Linked DNA regions of Sus scrofa: all the other regions are linked to region 2. The links are chromatin contacts, called in public targeted proximity ligation maps. All regions are on one chromosome and are shown on one strand. The core of a region is the stretch at or near the end of the contact, and the rest is flanking DNA. Distances in the headings are between cores, read along the strand shown.

What was found.
Region 1: a targeted proximity ligation map of alveolar macrophages shows a contact between it and region 2. A contact is called at or near these places in 2 of 47 Hi-C or Micro-C datasets (both in embryonic fibroblasts) and 1 of 2 datasets of targeted methods (alveolar macrophages).
Region 3: a targeted proximity ligation map of alveolar macrophages shows a contact between it and region 2. A contact is called at or near these places in 1 of 47 Hi-C or Micro-C datasets (fetal liver) and 1 of 2 datasets of targeted methods (alveolar macrophages).

The regions. Positions count from the first base shown.
Region 1 is chr4:36,553,802-36,556,935 of Sscrofa11.1, forward strand. It overlaps LOC110260247 (a long non-coding RNA gene), which reads left to right. Exons shown (of 4, transcript XR_002343183.1): 2 at 2,903-3,049. Among named protein-coding and RNA genes, the nearest start is that of RNF19A, 130 kb to the right of the region's middle.
Region 2 is chr4:36,420,480-36,423,213 of Sscrofa11.1, forward strand. The region is part of intron 1 of ANKRD46 (ankyrin repeat domain 46); the gene reads left to right. Among named protein-coding and RNA genes, the nearest start is that of ANKRD46, 21 kb to the left of the region's middle.
Region 3 is chr4:36,575,842-36,578,603 of Sscrofa11.1, forward strand. The region is part of intron 2 of LOC110260247 (a long non-coding RNA gene); the gene reads left to right. Among named protein-coding and RNA genes, the nearest start is that of RNF19A, 110 kb to the right of the region's middle.

The DNA.
Region 1 (3,134 bases), core at 65-2,564, 130 kb after region 2:
AAACCCTACAGTTGTAGCTGGGCTTGGAGGCATCAGGAGAGCTATCTTTAGAAAAATTCGGCTTCACAATTTATTGTGGCTTGTATTACCTCTATGTTCCTGTAGATTCTTCTAAAATTGTCCATTGTGCTTTTGTGATGTGCTGATGCCATAATCATTTGACAGGAGGGAACACAGTGAGAGCCAGGAACCCGGGCCCTTGTTCAAGCTGATTTAGGGGTGGGCTAAAAAGACACGGGGAAACCATGTGGAGAAACTGGAATGAATCATTTAATGCATGGTGAAGCGCTTCAGGGCAGCCACTAACTGATGGAGGTCAGTAAGCTGAAAAACGAGTTGTTGCAGAGAGAAGTTCTCTAAGCCTGAATGAATGAGGATTGGCTTAAAGGTATTTCGATGACTATTTCATTCATCGTAAACTCTCTAGTTGAGAGCACTGACCATCCCTAGAAGGAAGGAATGTGCTTAAGGTTGAGGTCTGATCCCAGAGGGATAATAGTGGTTGATAAGCTACCTCTCAAGAATTAATCCTTAAAGGAAAAACTATTTTACCTAGTATGGCACTTACAACGTGCCAGGGTCTAAGTTTTACCTAGTATCCCACTTGATTCTCATAGCAATGCTCTGTGTAGATAAATCATGCTCATTTCACAGATAGGAAACAGAGATGTTAAGCAGGTTGCCTAAATTCTCACCTTTACAAAGTATCTGAGCTAGGACTTGATGCAGGCAGTCAGGGTGCAGACCTATGCTTTTGACCAACCACTCCTGCCTGCTGGATCTGAGAGAGAACAGGCAGGACTTCTGTCTTCTGGCACACTGCCCTGCGGGTTGATGAACCATTATAAAATGGGAGCAGGGAGAAGACTGAGCTGCTTGGATTGGGGGTGAGGGGGTAGGTTGGGGAGAAGGGAAGGAAGCCCTGGCAATAAACTTGGCAGAACAGAAGTGTCCAGGGTGGATTTCAAGCCATTGACTCTGGACTTGTAGGACCTAAATTCTCTCCTCTTCTTCTTGACATAACCCAAAAGTTGACCAACGGTGCTCATTACTGGGGTTGTCATGCGGCTTCTTGTCTGGGAGAGATGCTCAAAGAGGAGAAAGAGGGGCCATGTGACCTCTGGTCTCACAGCGGAGGGACAACACTGGGTTGAAGTGTGCAGAGAGCTCTCCTTAACCTGTTATCTCTGAGGGGTGCAGCCGCCCTGGCCAGGAAGCACCAGGCAAGGGACCCGTGGCAAGGAAAGCCCTTGATGCGGGCGGGGCGCCCTGTGGCCAGTGGCTGGAAAGCTTCGCAAGAATCGGAGATTGCATTGCCCTGGCAATATAGGCTGCGGAGAGAAAGGAGACAACCATGGGCCAGAAACTGAAACCAAACTGGTGACAAAAGCTGGGACCAAATCTCAAACCAGAGAAAAACACTATTTGCAGATAGTTTGTCATCAGGTAGAGGCCCTGTGAGTCGAGATCTTTTTCCAGAATTCATCGTGAATGGAGACAGGCCAGAGATGGTTTAAGTCACGTGTCGTCGGTGCAGTCATTCCCCAGCCCCGGGCTCCCCTGCCCTCCTGTGCAATCCCTCCTCCTCCTCCTCCTCCTCCCCGGTCTCTCCTTCAGCCACTTCCTGGCTCCCCCCACTGTGCTCGGCTAGGATGTGATGAAAGCAAATGAGAGAACAGTATGAAAAATCGTTGCTAGACTTAACCCTTAACCCAGGAAATACTTATACTTGAAATATAGTGAGGGCTTTGGTTTTTGCTTTTTTTTTTTTTTTTTTCCTTTTAGCCCTAAAGAGTTTCTAACGGGTGACGGGGGTGGTGGGAGTTGGGAGGGGCCGTGGTAGTGAACACCGGTGGGTCCCCATCAAGGGCTGCTCCTGACTTACTCTGGAAGCCCCCCTATGCATCTCCCCTCGCCACTGCCACACACACCTCCTTGTCCCACGGACGTGGACAGTGCTTCAGAGAAAGGCTGCCCAAGCCAGGAGAGAAGGGGTAGAGGCAGCCAGGGAAGGAGGTGCTCCAGGAACAATGCCTTGTGCCTGTTAAAACTAGAGGGGGAGGAGGAGGGGCCACTGGGATGGGTGTGATAACACCAGCATCTTGAGTAGCCCCATTAGGTCCTCTTAGGTGAGCTCTTTCTCAGTATTGGGTTGTTTTAGGGGTTTTTTTGTTTGTTTGTTTTGGGGGGACCGCACCCAAGCCATATGGAAGTTCCCAGGCTAGGGGTCAAATCAGAGCTTCAACTGCCGGCCTATACCACAGCCACAGCAACGCAGGAGCTGAGCCATATCTGTGACCTACACCACAGCTCACAGCAATACCAGATCCTTAACCCCACTGAGTAAGGCCAGGGATTGAACCCATGTCCTCATGGATGCTAGTCAGGTTCGTTACTACTGAGTCACAATGGGAACTCCCTCAGTACTGGTTCTTCAGTATAGTCTGACATTAAGAGCCACTAAGGCTCCAGCAGTAGTACAAACTTGGAAGACTGGCTCAACATCACCAAGACCCTCTCACCTCCTGGCCCTTTCTCTGAGCCTAGTAATGTTCAAATTCATTTTTTTTTTTTTTTAAACATGGCCACACCTGTGGGATGTGAAGTTCGCCGGCCAGGGGTTGACTCAGAGCTGCAGCTGCTGGCCTGCACCACAGCCACGGTAATGCCAGATCTTTAACCCATTGAATAAGGCCAGAGATTGAACCCACATCCTCACTGATACTATGTCAAGTTCTTAACCTCATGAGCTACAACGGGAACTCCTCAAATTCTAATGTTACGGCAGCTTCTGGGGTAGCCGCAGGCTCGTGTCTGGGAATATTCAGGTTACACAGCAAATATGTGAAATATTTTTGCCTTGTTATTTGACATTCTAACCTTGTTCCCTGATCTTTTTCAGTCTTTGCATCCCTGATACCCGAGTAAAATGCAGCTGAGAGGAGTCACCTAGTTGCCCCTCGGCCCTGAGCCAGTGTTTGGTGATATGACCCCTCTGCTCCCCAAGCCTCATGCCAAGTCAGCCACACTCAACACACCATCATCACAGGTCAGTGCTTTCCACCCTCTGCCGTTTCATGGTGAGCGGGCAACTACAGAGCTATGCAACAGTTACACTTTAGGCACACATAGCA
Region 2 (2,734 bases), core at 217-2,716:
GTCAAATCAGAGATGTAGATGCTAGCCCTATGCCACAGCCACAGCAATGCCATATCTGAGCCACGTCTGCGACCTACACCACAGCTCACAGTAATGCCGGATCCCCAACCCACTGAGCAAGGCCAGGGATCACACCCACATCCTCATGGATCCTAGTCAGATTTGTTTCTGCTGGGCCACAACAGAAACTCCAGATTAAACTTTTTTAAAGTGAACTTTTATTGGGACACTAAGCAAAAAATTTAGCATCTTATATTTGTATATTGCATTATAATTTTCAAAGGATAAAAAAATCAAGACCCTACAATATGCTGCCTATTAGAGATTCACCTTAGGGCAAAGGACACATATCAATTGAAAGATATTTCTTTTTGTTTATTTTTTTCTTTTGTTTTTTCTTTGGCCACCTGGAGGCATATGGAATTCCTGGGCCAGCAATCAGATCCAAGCTGTGGTTATGACTTAAGCTGCAGCTGTGGCAATGCCGGATCCCTAACCCACTGTGCCTGGCTGGGGATCCAGTCTGTGTCCCAGAACTTCTAAGATGCCAACGATCCACTGCATGAACTCCGCCTTTAGTTTGTTTTTGTATCTGTTCTTAACACTTTTCTACAGTTTAAGATGCTAATTTCCTAGATCATTTTCCCAAATCCAAAGCTTATTAATTCTGAGAATGTAATTTGTTTCATTTATCTAAATATAAGACATTTATTCTCCCATCTGCTGTTTGAAGACCATGAAGTAATTATCTTTTCATAGTATTTTAAAGAATAATTTTCTTATCATAATTATCTTTGCTTGACAATGCAGTTCTCTGGAGTACAAGGAGAAAAGTTTAAAGTAGCAGTTGTTCACCGTTTTAAAAAAGAACTCTAACAATTTTATAGTACATCATGACGCTATCTACAGTTCATACAGAAAAAAAAATTTTTTTTAAATGATGGCATTTGCCATATTATTCCCAGTCTCCTTACTATCTGTCACAGGCCAAATGACAAAATGCTAAATCATTTCGAGAGACCAAAAATAAGGACCAGAAGGAAAATGAAGGTTGTATTTGCTAAATCTAGCAAACAATTTTAATTGACAGTGTTAAGGAAAAACACTCTATTGAGATGACATTTCCCAAAAGAGAGCTAATCTACAAGAGCCATGTAGATATTAAAATGTGCAGCCCTTCATCCCTGACCACTCCTTCCCTTGGTGGTCACAGTGACCTGGTGGTCTTGGGCGGTCCATCAGAATAGTTCCATGGGAAACTGATACGGCGGATTTGTCAGCCCCTATTCCCGTTTCTGAAAAGGTCCCTAGAACCTGAGTATACAGATGTAAACTTGAGCCACCTTCCACATCTGCCATTTTACCAGGAGAGGCTGTGTGGGGGCCAGGGCTCTGTCAGAAAGAGGATTGCTGGATTTATTGTCCCAACTTGAAATTACTGTTCCGCTCTTAAGAAGCGACAAAGCTGTGAGGACTGCTGATTCACTTCTGCTTTACAGTACTGGCAACTCCCACTTCTTGCCCTACCACTTAGGTTCCTAAGTGGCAGCGTAAGGAAATCTCCAGCCCAAAAATACAACTTCTCCTTGTAACCCTTTGCTTATTTTTATCCTCACGAGCTGGGAATAAAAAAAAAACATTAAAAACCTTGTAGGAAAAAAAAAAATTCTTATTTCGTTCTTGAACCCAGAGCCATTTCTAAGCATATACCTCACTCCTTTCTTTTCTTGGGGTATCAAAAGGTACCTCCCCCAAATAGGCTACCAAATAGGCTACCACAGTCCAAAGGAGAGATAGCAGGAAAAGAATTAAGGTTCTATTTATTTATTTATTTATCTTTTAAGGGCCACACCTGTGGCATATGGAGGTTCCCAGGATAGGGGTCAAAACAGAGCTGTAGCTGCCAGCCTGTGCCACAGCCACAGCAACGCAGGATCCAAGCCAAGTTGGCAACTTACACCACAGCTCATGGCAATGCCAGATCCTTAACCCCCTGAGTGAGGCCAGGGATGGAACCCACTTCTCATGGACACTAGTCGGGTTCATTACTGCTGAGCCATGGTGGGAACTCCTAAGCCTCCCTCTAAAGCCTCAGATACTCCTCAGCTCTTTTACTAAAACTCTGTACTCACTTCCTACCAAAGGTCTCCTCCTTAATTCTTATTTCCAGGGGGGAGAAAGAGGAAATACCTGACACTCCATAAGGTGTCTATACATAAACATGCCATTTCTAAGGATTTGGTTAAGTTAGGCCCTTAGGCCTTTTTTCAGTCATTTTTTCACTGTATATTCTTAGGGTCCTTAGGGTTTGGAATGAATGGGGTAAGATGTGGGTCTAATAGTGATGTGTAGGGAATTCCTGAATTCTAAGGATCTACCTAGGCCACGAGTATAAACATCATAGAGCCTGGACTAGAGTGATTAGCCTGCCTTCACAAGCAATCAGACTACACCTCAGAGACGCTTACTAGATCCTCTCTGGGGTTGTATAGCCTAGGGTTGTATAGTCGAATGTCCACCATCTTATGTCACTGGAATGGGACATTTATATTAAGGATGCAGTAAATGATAGCTTCATCTAGCACATAATTTGGAGCACGAATGGAAACATATTATAGGAGAATTGTGAAAACCCGTTATGTTGAAGATGATGTACCTTATATTTCTACCATAAATCATGAATAAGGCTAGAACCTTAGAGATGATGGTTGTACAGTTAATGGTCTCTCTGGCT
Region 3 (2,762 bases), core at 195-2,694, 160 kb after region 2:
TGGCCTTGCTTGGGGCTTAAGGATCCCGAGTTGCCACGCATTGCTGTGTCTGTGGCATAGGCCAGCAGCTACAGCTCTGATTCCCTAGCTTGGAAATTCCATATGCCATACATGCGGCCCTATAAAGCAAAATAAATAAATAGATAGATAGATAAATATTTATCATCCCTTCCAAGCTGGTCATCTTGAGAGGTTATATATTTATTCTGATGCTACAAAAATTGAAATATTTCTTTCAGTAGTTGTTTCACATTTCTCCTTTTTTAATTTAATAAATCCTTTAATTGAATGCAAATATTTTAAAACCAATCAATACATATAACTGACATTTTTAAGGATCAGATTTACATATCAAAACACATCTGTATGTGTATACTTATTTAGAAAACAAGAGAGCCAGGGATTAAAAAATAAGAACTAGAAATAGCTATATAATTCTTATCTTCTAATAATATAATATAAAATGGTTTCCTGATCTAACCAATCTCAGTGAGTTAAAGTTATTATAATTTTACATTAGCTACTCATCCTTAAAATCCCATTAAAATCAAAGATTTCATTACAATATGCATCATGTTATTTTGCACATCTTCAGTGACAGCAAATCATGGCAAATCACTGTTTTTGAAAGCAAATTTTAATTCTTGAAATGTTCAAAAGTCATTAGAAGTCAAGACTGATGGTTCCATGAAAGGCAGTGATCAGTCTGGATAATGCTTTTCTTTTTTCAAGACTGAAGCATTATTACTAAGTATTCATTTTTTTTCCCCTGAATTAAAATGTCAAAATTTGTGTTTAAATGAGAATTTTTCTATGAAGGATCCCTGGCCTGGGCATCTATCTATTAGTGATGTGATTTAACTGGTTGATATAATATTTAGGGTCTCATTTCTCAGGTATGGCTAAGAAGCATTTTTTGCTTCCCCTTCATCCTTCCCCCAACCGATTCCCTAGAACATGTTTTTTAACTTTGTCACTATTGACATTTGGGGCCAAGTAATACCTTGTTGTTAGGGCTGTAGGATATTTGGCAGCATTGTTGACCAGATGCCACGCATATCCCCCCACCCCAGTCAGAACCATCAGAAATGGCTCCATGCAGTCCCAAATGTACGCTGGAGGGCAAAATCCTCCCTGATTGAGAACCACTGCCCTTGAGAATATCCTCGAGGTTTAAGCTTCCCTTGCTCCAAGGAATAAGTTTCAAATATCAGAAGTCTGGGGCAAAAATCTCAAATGCAAAGTCTTCCAAGGGCAGGAAGATCATTTACATCAGTGAGGTAGACCAGATGTTTCAAAAAAAAAAAAAAAAAATGATGCACATATGAGTACATGACACATTTTGCTTTCCTTTTCACCGTACGAGGTCAAGTGTGATAGTCACACTGTAATAGGTCAAGTGTGATTAGTAGGCCCAAGAATGGCCAACCCCAGTGTTATGAAGCAACAGGGGTTGGTGAAGACTGTGGTCAACTGTAGAGCTTGTTCCGCTCTAAGTGGAGACAACCACTGTTCAGCTAGTCATTGTCACGTGGGCCTGTGGCCGAATGTTCCAGAGCTTTTAATTTGGGGGAAAAAAGCCACCAGAACTTAATATTTTCATTTGTCAAGAGTTCCCAGTTGTGGCTCTGTGGTTAACAAATCTGACTAGGAACCAAGAGGTTGCGGGTTCAATTCCTGGCCTCGCTCAGTGGGTTAAGGATCCAGCATTGCCATGAGCTGTGGTGTAGGTCTCAGATGCAGCTCAGATCCTGGGTTGCTGTGGCTCTGGTGTAGGCGGTGACAGCTTTGCTTAGACCCCTAGTCTGGGAACCTCCAGTCTGGGAACCTCCAGGACTGGGTGCAGTCCTAGAAAATGCAAAAAAGACAAAGAAAAAATTTCATTTGTCTGTGAAATCTCCCCATTTTCCACATATGTTAATTAATTCAAAATGTTTAAGAACTTGTACATGAATCTCATGCCTGAACACTGGTCTCAGTTGCTACCCTGGTCAGAGGCACAGAACTGGATTGACATGAGGGGAGGAGATGGAAGCTGTGAGAGAAAGAGATGATCTGGCTTTCAGAAGCATTTGGCCCCAAAGAACTGGGTTCTGGAAAGGTGGGGGTCAAATCCCTCCCACCTTCAGTAGCACCTCCAAGGTAGTAGCCTCTGCTAGGGCTGTCTGCATGATGTGTGGGGACCAGAAAATGGAAGCCCAGAGAGGTTAAGTGACTTTTTAGCTTTTTTATTTTATTTTATTTTATTTTATTTATTTTTTACTTATTTTTGGCCTCGCCCATGGCACGCGGAAATTCCACCAGCCAGGGATCAAACCAGCACCACACAGTGACCTGAGCCGCCACAGTGACAATGCCAGATCCTTAACCCACAGAGCATTTTTTTTCTTTCCTTTCTTTCTTTTTTTTGCGGGGGGGCGGGCATACCCTCTGCACATGGAAGTTCCCTGGTCAGGGATTGAATCCACCCCACAGCTTCGACCTACACCACAGTTGTGGAAATGCCAGATCCTTAACCCACTGCGCCAGGCCAGGGATCAGACCCACACTGCCACAGAGACCATGCCAGATCCCCAACCCACTGTGCCACAGTGGAAACTCCTAACCTACTGCTCTTTGTACCACAATGCTCAACGTCACAAAATACGTACTATTCTATCTTGTGTGTGTGTTAGTATCATGATATTTTTTCAATTATCATCCTCCCATAAATAGGCTTTTTTTTTTAGCACTTTTAAAAATTGAGATATTTGTCACGTAAC